2 separate regions of the Ovis aries genome follow, and region 2 is linked to region 1. The links are chromatin contacts, called in public Hi-C maps. All regions are on one chromosome and are shown on one strand. The core of a region is the stretch at or near the end of the contact, and the rest is flanking DNA. Distances in the headings are between cores, read along the strand shown. Region 1 holds the start of SETD6 (SET domain containing 6, protein lysine methyltransferase). Region 2 holds the start of SLC38A7 (solute carrier family 38 member 7).

Region 1 (5,724 bases), core at 2,423-4,922:
AAGGACACCTGGTCGGTCATCAGCTGCTGCCCTGTTGGGCCACAGCTCTGGCCCGCTCTTGTGAGGAGGGTCCTGCCAGCCCCTGTGGCCCCCGCCCCTTGGGCGCACTCCTTGTCGCTGGCGTTGCATGACCGTAGAGCCCTGGCTGCGGATGGGCCTCCGTGCCTTCGTCGGAAGAACGGGTCTCGCTGGCCGCTTTGCTTGCGTAAATCCTCCCTTCTCCCACGTGCCCGTGCCTGCCCCGCTGGCCTGTCCTCACCCCCGGTGCCCTTTCTGTCCGCAGTGCCCTCGGCCAGCATGACTCGTCTTGCCCGCTCTCGCACCGCGTCCCTCACCAGCGCCAGCTCGGTGGACGGTGGCCGCCCGCAGGCCTGCACCCACTCGGAGAGCAGCGAGGGGCTGGGCCAGGTCAATCACACCATGGAGGTGTCCTGTTGAAGCCCCAGGTCTCGCGAAGACGCCCACTCGCCCCCCCACCCACATCGACGTCCCATGGCCACCCTTTCGCGGCTCATTTCCCCTTGAGTTTATTTTTGTGAGGGCGAAGGGGAGGAAATGGGGTTACTTCTCTTTTGTTTAAAAAGAAGAGGGGATCCGTCTAGAAGCTGCTGCGGAACAGTCTCCAGATGGTTTGAGGGGCTCACTCCTCCCCACCTCATTCCCCTCATGCACCTCGTTAACTTGGCTGACTCAATCCCTCTCTTCCGACTCCCCAAGGCCCAGGCACAGTAAGGGCACCATTCCAGGGAGGGAAGCGGATTAGCTCAGGAAAGACTCAGAGTCCTCCTCTGACCAGGATCCAGGGTAACATCCTGGGCCAAAGAAAGCATGGGTTGACCCCCTGGGCCAGGCAGGTTTGAAGATGGGGAGGAGGTTTTGAGGTGGTGGGTGCTGGGCCAGCAGGAACATGGAGTCCAGCTCGTGCGCTGGCGTGAAAACCAGGAGCCAGCCCCTTTCCCCTGCAGCCCCAACACCAAGTCTGTTTCCGGTCTTAGCACCTATGACAATCGTCTGAACAGACGCCACAAGGGGGCGCCACTCCCAGGCAGCAGTTTAGCGGGTGCTCTCCTGGCAGGCCTGGTGCTGTAGGGCCAGGCAGGCAGGGGCTGAAGAGGGCTGCTTCGCCTGAAGAAGACAGAACACGGAGGACCTGGAGGGCAGGAACCCCACAGACTGTCCCTTCCAGCCCCACACTCGGCCACCTCCTGGCCCTGGCCCATTGCTGAGCCAAGGCCCCGAGGCAGAACGTCACCTGGTCCTCTGCCTCCATAGGGAGCTGACTGGGGCTGAGGTTAAAGGCTGGGATAGCCTTTGAGTGTTGGGTGCACTTCTGAGAACTTCATGGTGACTACTTTTGGAAGCCTGCAGACAGTGGCGGCTCAGAGTTCCCATAGAGTTCCCTCAGAGACCCCCCTTTGTGCCTCCAGGTTCCATGGAAGACAGCTCAGTCAGCAGCAGCGTGGCAAGGTCACTAGAAACGTTTCTAGAGAGAGTTCTCATCAAGCTCTGTCAGCGTTTCACGTGGGCATCACTGAGCACGCTCATGTGGAGAAAACTGTCCAAGGTAGCCCCACATCACCATCCTAGCCAGGTGGAGGAGGCCTAGGCTGGGGCTTGCTGGGTCCAGGGGTGGGAGGTAACGTTTCTGGAAGTGAACAAGGGCAAGGCAGAAGGGCAAGGCTCCCCACACACCCCAGCCCCTTCCTGTCACCTGAAGCCCAGCACTGTGCCATATACTTCCTATCCACCACCTTACCAGGTAGAATCTCCTGGCCCGGAAACCAGAAGCCATTTGTCTCTGAGCCTAAATCAATTGCCATAAGCCCCCAAATGAGCAAAGAGAAGAGGAGAGGGCAATGAAAAATGCAGGACTGTGGAGGCGGGTGGGTGCGTGTGGGGCTGAGGGGACGCCTGCATCCACATTTCCTCTGCACACGTCACCCCCTTCTATGCTCTTAAGCCATCACTCTACACTGCTCTAGAGCCCACTGGAGTGTTAGTCTGCCCCCAGTTCTGTTCACTCGCGTGCTTCCTCTGAATATCAAATGTGACTGTTTGAAAAGCTGGTAGAATTAATCCCTTACTGTAGATAGCGCTGTGAAACTTGGATTTCTTTTCTGTGTTCTTTCAGATGAGATATCTATAAATACCTATACATTATATATATATATGTATATTGGGTACCCCCGCGTGTGGCTTTCCATTGGAGGTTGTGTCTTCTTTGGTCAAAGTGAACTTTTAATGGAATTTATTATTTTCCTCTGTACAAAGTGAAGAGCCTACTCTTGTGTATTCTGGTGGCTGATGTCGTGAGACTTTGAGATGACAAAATGTAAAACAAAACCCCTTGTCAACATAGAAAGAGTTAACTGTGCTGAAAAACTAATAAAGTAATAAGAAGAATTTGAGTAGGATGATGCTGTGCCCATCGTGGGAAGCTTTGAAAGAGGAAGTATAAGCTGGTGAGGCTGGTGCTTCCTGGGTTTTAGGTAGGGTTGAACGTTTAGAACGAAGACAGGCATTTCCATCCGTCTCTGTATTTCCAGATCTTGTCACATTCCACAAGGTAGATATTAATTATCCTAGTTTCACAGCTGAGAAAACTGAATTTGCCCTAACAAGAGACCAAAGTGGGAGCTGAACCTTGGCAGTAATAGACTTCAAAACCCAGATCTGTAATCTCTGTATTTGCTGCCTTTAATTTCTTAAATTTAACGACATGCTATTTCCCCGTGTTTAACCACCATTTCTGATTCATTCACTATCCTGCCGTTTGTCAGTTACGAAAGAACCAAGTAAATAAAAGCAAACCCCTCCTTCTGCTCTGCAGAAGCAGGACAAGGTCTGTTCTAGTTTGGAGAGCCCCGCCCACTCCCCACGAAACTGCGCAAACCGCTCTATTCGCGCTCCCAGCCGATCTCTCGCGAGGCCTTCCCTTCGCATCCAGAAACCAGATTTTGCACTTCAACTGGGCTTTTACCTCTGCTGTCAGAGACCTAAGCGGGAAAACGTTGTGCCTGGCTCAGACCACGCTCAAGGCGGCAAAAGGACACGCCTTCATGCACCCAACCGCACGTTTTCTAAACCCAGCTGCGGACACTTGGCCTCAAAGATGTTTTCAGCGGGGATGATATCAGTTCAGTTCAGTCGCCCAGTCGTGTCCGTCTCTTTGCGACCCCATGGACTGCAGCACGCCAGGCCTCCCTGTCCATCGCCAACTCCCGGAGCCTACTCAAACCCATGTCCATTGAGTCGGTGATGCTATCCAACCATCTCATCCTCTGTCGTCCCCTTCTCCTCCCGCCTTCAATCTTTCCCAGCATCAGGGTCTTTTCCAATGAGTCAGTTCTTCCCATCAGGTGGCCAAAGCACTGGAGTTTCAGCTTCAGCATCAGTCCTTCCAATGAATATTCAGGAATGATTTCCTTAGGATGGACTGGTTGGAACTCCTTGCAGTCCAAGGGACTCTCAAGAGTCTTCTCCAGCACATTTCAAAAGCTGCTGCTGCTAAGTCGCTTCAGTCGTGTCCGACTCTGTGCTGAGTGCAAATCCTTGCCTGTCTTCCGAGCGAAGGCGAAATGAACGTCACGTGGTCCGGGGCGGGGACATAGGGCCCGCCCTCGAAAGTCCAGCCCCCGGACGCCGGAAGCGCCGGTGCGGCTCTACAGACGCGGGAGGCTCCGTGCCCTCGGACCATGGCGACGCAGGCGAAGCGCCGGCGGGTAAGTCACGGCGGGCGGCGGCGGTGCACCCCTTTCCACCGCGCCACGCCACTCTCCCGCCCTCCTGGCGCGCGCGCTCTGCGCCGTGCCGCGAGTCACTCGCCGCTCTTCGCGTCCCCTCCCCAAGCCCGGGCCTTCCTCCGCGCGCGCGCCCCCGTCTTCTCCGCCCCCATCGAGCTCTCCCGGGCGGGGCCGCGCCACTGCGCTTGCCTGTCTTAGGTGGCCGGGCCTGCGGGCAGCGACGAAGACCCGGCCCCGGTGGCCAGCTTCCTGAGCTGGTGCCAGCGGGTGGGACTGGAGCTGAGTCCCAAGGTGAGAGGGGACCTGGGGGAGGTGGGTGCAGCGGGGAAGCGGGCGTGGGCCAGCTCTGAGCTGCCATTCTCTCTGCTCAGGTGGCGGTGAGCCGGCAGGGCACGGTGGCCGGCTACGGCATGGTTGCCCGGGAGAGCGTGCAGCCCGGTGAACTGCTGTTCGCGGTGCCGCGGGCCGCGCTCCTGTCGCAGCACACCTGCTCCATCAGCGGCGTGCTGGAACGAGGTGGGCACGCCGACAGGGGTGGAGAGATGCTGAGTTGGGCCCGCGGGGTCCCTAATCTTCGTGTCTCCCCCAGAGCGAGGCGCGCTGCAGAGCCAGTCGGGCTGGGTGCCGCTGCTGCTGGCGCTACTCCACGAGATGCAGGCCCCGGCCTCGCTCTGGCGCCCCTACTTTGCGCTCTGGCCCGAGCTGGGCCGCTTGGAGCATCCCATGTTCTGGTGAGAGCCGTAGGAGGGGCTGGGGAGCGCCAACACCGTACGTTGCCTGGCTCGAACCGCTTGCCCTTGGGACACGGGTGCCAAGCGCTAGTCTCGGTAGATTGGGTGAAGAACCTGGGTGGGGGTGTCACTGCAGGCCAGAGGAGGAGCGCCGGCGATTGCTGCAGGGCACAGGCGTACCTGAGGCCGTGGAGAAGGATTTGGCCAACATCCGCAGCGAGTATTATTCCATTGTGCTGCCCTTCATGGACGCCCACGCCGATCTTTTCAGCCCCAGGGTCCGATCTCTGGAACTCTACCGCCAGCTCGTGGCTCTTGTGATGGCCTACAGGTCAGTGAGTAGAGCCTTGCAAAGGACTCTCTTCTTTAGAACTCTGTTGAGTGACCAGAAGGGAAAGAACAGTGAGCCCCACCCCAACACTGGGCTTTAGCCAAGTTCTTTCTGTGGCAGCTTTCAGGAACCACTGGAGGAAGAGGAGGATGAAAAGGAGCCAAACTCTCCTTTGATGGTGCCTGCTGCAGACATACTAAACCATTTAGCCAATCACAATGCCAATCTAGAATACTCTCCAGTGAGTGGATCCCTCCCAGTTCTTGTTTCTGTGCCTTGATGCTTGGGCATTTGAATCGAACCAATGTCTTCTTCATGCTGGCCTGGCAGTTGAGCCAAATGGGCTCAGTTCTCCTCATGCTAGAAATGAGTAGGTGAAATTAGTTCCTCCGCTATGTATTCTGCTTGCATATTACAGTGAAGTTCTCTGAACACTAAAGCCCTCAAAGAAAGTTGGGGTTAATCCTCTGCTAAACCTGTGCCATCGTTGTTTTGGTGCTTTAGGTCTGTTCTGTGCAGTGCCAATGAGCTGAGATTGTCAGGGATCTGGAACAGCCATAGCGTCAGTACTTTTCAGAAGAGGGGATGTTCCTAAGAAAGGGTTCAAGATGATACCAGGACTGTGTTTATATCTATTTGCTAAGTGGAAAGTTGCAAGAAAAGATGTAAGTTTACAGAGTTAAAAGTTAGGAAATGGCTGTTATTTTTAAAACCTTGTCTCCATTTGCTGTTCCTACTTTGATCTGGGTTGTGGTTTTGTTGGCTTTTTTTTTTTTAACAGAGCTGCGCGTATCTTAGTTACCCAACCAGGGATTGAGTCCTAACCTCTGAACCGCCAGTGAATTTCCTTTGATCTGGGTTTTTTTTTTTGGCTGCACTGTGCGGCACATGGTATCTTAGTTCCCCAAGCAGGGATGGA
Region 2 (5,149 bases), core at 2,184-4,683, 140 kb after region 1:
GCGGTCTGTGTACCAGGGGCTGCCGCCAGGCCCCTCAGGCTCCTTTGCCATCACAGCTATAACTGCAGAGGGAGGAAGGAGGGAAGGTGATGCCAGGCTACTGCAGGGTATGGTCCTCCACCTCTGCTGGGATCTCCAACTGTCTCATGGGCCCAGCAGCCAGCAGGGAGGATTCCCAGATGAATGCCAGGGCTGGACCTTGGGTGGGTATTCCATGCTCTTCCCGTCCCACCGCAAGATCCCCAGGGCCAAGGGGGAGGGATGAGGTAGATACTGAAGAGGACCTCACTTTTGTCCTGCTGGTCCCCGATGATGATGAGGAAGGCGATGCAGGTCCCAAAGGTGTAGGTGGCAATGGCGACCTCACACAGTACGCCTGTCAGCTTGCCACACACAGCCCACACCACCTCCTGGTAGGTCCTCTCATTGCTGGCCTGGGAGCAGTAGGCCAGGATGACGAGGCCACTGATGATGAAAACCAGCATGGCCTGCAGGCAGGGTGGAGCAAGAGTGTGTGGGAAAGGCCTGGCAGCAAAGAGTAACCTGGTTTTGCTCAGCGTTTACTGGCCCGGTGCCCAAAGCCCATTTGTCAAACGAGCCTTATCCTGCAGGGCAATTTTAATAGATTACCGGAATCGACATTTTCCTTAAAGACAAAAAGTTTTGAGGAAAATTTCAAACATCGCTCAAATCTCAAATTCAAAAATCATCAATTCAGGGACTTCCCTGGTGGGGCAGTGGTTAGGACTCCATGATGCCAATGCAGGGAGGACAGGTTCAATCCCTGGTGGGCAACTAATATCCCACATGCTGTGTGGTGTGGCCAAAATATTAAAAACAAAAAAAATCATCAATTCAGGACCAGTCTTGTTTCATCTCTTCTCTCTCCCACTCTGGATTACGTTGAAGAAAATACAAACTATCATATCATCAGTAAACATTTCAACATGCAGTTCTAAAAGGTGTGGGCCCGCTTTTTAAACATAACCACATAACTATTAAATATGCAATTAATGTCTGAAATTCCCTAATTGCTAGGAAGGCTTTTGAAACCTCATCTGGCCTCAAAGGAAAGAATGCTACAGTAGTTTAATAATGTCAGCCATGTGTGGCAGAGGGGAGAGTGATTAGCATGTGTCACTGACCACTGCTGATCCAGAGCCTCCCTTTTGAGGCCAGGAGCCCAGACCCACCACTCTGCATTTCTGCCTGCCAGGCCCCCCTCACTCACCATCTGCAACGTGATGCCGGCTGCCACGCCCCCGGCAGTGCTGAAGGCTGCCGGGAAGTTGAGTAGCCCCGCGCCCAGGCAGGCATTGACAACGATGAAGATGGCTCCAAGTGTTGAAGTGGTGCCTCCGCCCGCACCCCCAGGAGGGGCCTCCCCCTCACTCTTGGGGGCTATGTCCACAGAGGGACTCTGCAGCAGACGGGCACGCTCCCCAGAGTCCGTGCTTAAGCCCCATTCGCCAAGGTCTCTGTTGATGCTGACCTGGGCCATGGCCCGGGGAATCCTGTTCCCGCAGGGTCTGTGCGTTCTGTCTCACGGCCTCATCCGCTGGGGAACTGAGGGAACACACGTTCAGCTGGAAGGGTGGCTCCAGCCTGTGTGGCGCTGTTATCCTAGGAGGCCTGTGGGTTCTGGCTCTCCTAAACCTAGATGGGAAAGGCAGGTATACTGTTATCCCAAGATAACAACTTTCCCCAAGATCAGATGGCTGAGATCCAAACCCAGGTATGCCAGTGTGTGGATCACTGCACTGGGTGCCCCAGGGTAATGGCAGACACAGAAAGATGTCAGACGTGACTCCTGCTTCAGGCTCACGCACTGATCAGGTAAGACACAAACTCATAAGAGAGGGGTACCGACATGTCAGCACTAGAGGCCGTGCATCAAGCAGGAGTGTCATGCACGTATCTTATCTCACTCATTCCTTAGATTACAGTGGTCACAAGGCTCAGAGAGATCAAATCACTCATTCAGGATCACAGAGTAGCAAGCTGCAGAGCAAGATTTAGATCCAAATCTGTCTGGCTTCCCAACTGGTTTCTATACCGCAGGGTCTGAAGAACAATCCTCACCTAGAACTGTGGGTATTTCAGTTTCTTATAGCCCGGCATACCTCCCTCCAGCCAAGAGTCTAAATGCTGTGGAGCTTTCAAAGCCCTTCAAAATTTCAGTGAAGATTTAAATTCTCTTCTCCCACATGACTGACCTCACCACTGCCCATCACAGACGCATTCCGTCTCATGCCCCCAGCACACTGGGGGGTTTAAAATGTCTACTGAGGCCTCTTGGGTGGTCTGATTCTTGCCATGGCTCCTCCTGTGATGGCTGAACAAAGTTGGGAGCTGTAAACTTATCAGAGGGAAAAGGGGGTGTTTGGGTGCTCTCCGACATGTCACCAAGCATGCAACCAAGGGACACAGCTCTGGGGAAAATGTCTCCCTGCTGGCTCCAAATCCAGAAAGATCAGTCAGATGCCATAGGGCTTCCTCTTATGCAACTTGCCACCCAGCCAGCAACTCAGCAAAAAATCAAAGTAGTGAATGAGTACTGGAGGCACTTTTGATCTGAGGCTTCCAGTGTAGCTCCGGAGAGAACCATGTAAAGCAGGTGCTCCCCACGCTGTGAGACCCCGTCCTCCATCCTGCTCACCTCTCAGACACAAGAGGTCTCTGCAGTGGTCCGGAATCTCTTAGCCTCCCCTCCCTCAAATTACTCTGCTCTATGTTCCCCAGCTTACCTGCTCTTTCCGCCCTTCTGGCTTTGGTGGACAGAGAGCTATTCCTTATGGTGTCTTCTCCCCCAAACTCTGAAATCTGATTCTCCTCACTTCCCTGTTTGCCTTCAATTTTTTCTTTCTCAAACTTCACCAGTGCTGGTGAACAGAGTGAAGGGAAGTGAGACTCTCTGACTCTCAACTCAGAGTGAAGCACCAGCACAGTCAGGGAAACAGACCCACGGAGGGAGAGAGGCTAGTGTCCCAGAGGCTCGTTGGCAGAGTCAGAACTAGCAGCTTAATGCCCACGCACTCAGGCCAGAGCTGTAACCATCGCAGTAGGCCCCTGAGAGCCCAACGAGAGTAAGTACCCAGGCCAGCCTGGGGCCGAATCCCAGAAATACGACGGGTGGGCTGCATTGGAAAGGGGGCCACGGCCCACCACAGGACAGAGAGTGGGCTGCTGTGTGGTAAACTGGGGAGGGGGTTCCGGGGCACGACAGGTAACCAGGTAGGGACAGGCCGGGATAAGGCGCGGCAAGGGCCGGCCGACCCCGAGCTGGCGTGGGACAGAGGATGTCAGGGTGCAGAGCCCTGCAGCGAATGAGTACGGTTCTGCCGCGGTGGGGCCCTTGGGGACTCAGATTCCACCCTCCACCAGTCTGTACCTCCTTCCACCTACCTGCGGTCTTTCTAGCCCCGGCCGGCAGTGGAGACACGTGAGCAGCGATCACATGACCGCCGGGGCCGGGGCAGACCGTGGGGCACGCTGGGAGTTGTAGTTTTCTGCGGGCGTCAGTGTTAGACTGTTGTTCAGTCGCCCAGCCGTGTCCGACTCTTTCCCACCCCCGTGAACTTCAGCATGCCAGGCCTCCCTGTCCCTCACTAACTCCCGGAGTTTGCCCAAGTGCATGTTCATTGCATCGGTGAGGCCGTCCAGCCATCTCATCCTCTGACGCCCTCTTTTCCTTCTGCCCTCGATCTTTCCCAGCATCAGGAACTTTTCCAATGTGTCTACCAGCTCCCTAATCCTCATCCCAAAGCTTTCCCCTCGGTCTTTCCCAGCATCAGGGACTTTCCCAATGAGTTTGCCAGCTCTCTAATCCTCATCCTGAAAGCACTGCCCCAAACTAGTCCTGGCACCCTGCCCACCCGTATTTATCCGGTTACTTTTGGTTCTGGGTCCCTTGGCCAAACCACACACTTCTGCTTCCTTTTAGGAAGAGCTTTGGGCTGTTTGGTATCTTTGCCAGTCCCAGTACCCCGTGGGCCCTGGCTGTTTGGCTTCATTGCCCTTCTTTGTTTCCCTTCTTGTCTTCACACCCACAGACAGGGACTCTGGACTTTTTAACTCAGGATAGAGAGGGGTCATCTGTACCTCCTTGAGGCGTAGCTGGCCTGAGGGTTGTTCATATTAATGGTTATAACCCCAGAGCCTGGATTCTACAACTGAGAATCTGAGGCATTGGTGTCACTCAAATAAATAAATATTTGTTGAATGAATGAATCAGTGTCCAGAGCCCTGGCTTCTGTTTCTGGCTGTGCGCCACTTGAAAGTTGTCACATAACCTTTGGCATTCCAACGGCCTCATCTATATTACCTCTACTCCATGCACCAAAGGTCCTTGCTGGTGAGATTCTGTGTACTGTTTACCTGGTTTCCCTCAGTGGTGACATTTTGCACAATTACAGCACCATGTCACAACCAGGATACTGACACTGACTTGATCCACTGATCATATTCCATTTCCTCAGTCACATTTATAGTCATTTTTGGTGTATATTTAGTTCAATACAACTTCATCATGTGTGGAGTTCACAAATCTACATACACCACATTCAGGATTCTGAATATTTCATTCATCACAGGGATCCCTCCTGTTGCCCCTGTGTTAACATAACCACACTCACTTCCCTCCAGCAAGGCCATCCCCTCCTGTAACTCCTCTCAATCACTCATCCATGGCAGTTAACTCCACTTCTAAAAGGTTCTCATTTCAAAAAATGTTCTATAAATAGGATCATAAAGTCTGTAAATTTTTAGGATTGGCCATTTTTATCCAGCATAATTGCTGGAAGACTCATGCAAGGAGTGTATGTTTTGTTACTGAGTAACAATATTTCATGGTCTGTGCACAGTTTGTGTAACTAATCACCTTTGAAGGATATCTGAGCTGTTTCAGATTTTTTAAAACATAAATGATTTTGTTGTGATTTATGAATTTTACCACAGAATTCATACTTTCGGTGCCCAGTACAGTGGTTTTTAGTGTATTCAGAGTTTTGCTCATTACCACTACCTAATATCAGAACATTGTTATCATTCACCCCAAAACCCTGCAACCATTAGCGGTCATTCTCCATTCCTCCCTCTCCCAAGCCCCTGGCAACCACTAATCTACTTTGTGCCCTGCATGAACTGTTTT

The links. A called contact is a pair of places that touch in the nucleus more often than the background predicts.
Region 2: a Hi-C map of hypothalamus shows a contact between it and region 1, with 3 times the contacts expected there. The contact joins the promoter of SLC38A7 here to the promoter of SETD6 in region 1. A contact is called at or near these places in 3 of 16 Hi-C or Micro-C datasets (hypothalamus, liver and tail adipose tissue).

Annotation. Positions count from the first base shown.
Region 1 is chr14:25,884,249-25,889,972 of ARS-UI_Ramb_v3.0, forward strand. It overlaps SETD6 (SET domain containing 6, protein lysine methyltransferase), which reads left to right and starts at 3,673. Exons shown (of 9, transcript XM_027977905.2): 1 at 3,673-3,722; 2 at 3,942-4,034; 3 at 4,115-4,259; 4 at 4,333-4,474; 5 at 4,611-4,805; 6 at 4,926-5,046. The coding sequence starts at 3,696. It overlaps NDRG4 (NDRG family member 4), which reads left to right. Exons shown (of 17, transcript XM_042231741.1): 17 at 284-2,403. The coding sequence ends at 438.
Region 2 is chr14:26,026,279-26,031,427 of ARS-UI_Ramb_v3.0, forward strand. SLC38A7 (solute carrier family 38 member 7) reads right to left here and starts at 3,434. Exons shown (of 12, transcript XM_060397991.1): 1 at 3,406-3,434; 2 at 2,748-2,882; 3 at 1,232-1,656; 4 at 290-488; 5 at 1-62. The coding sequence starts at 1,501.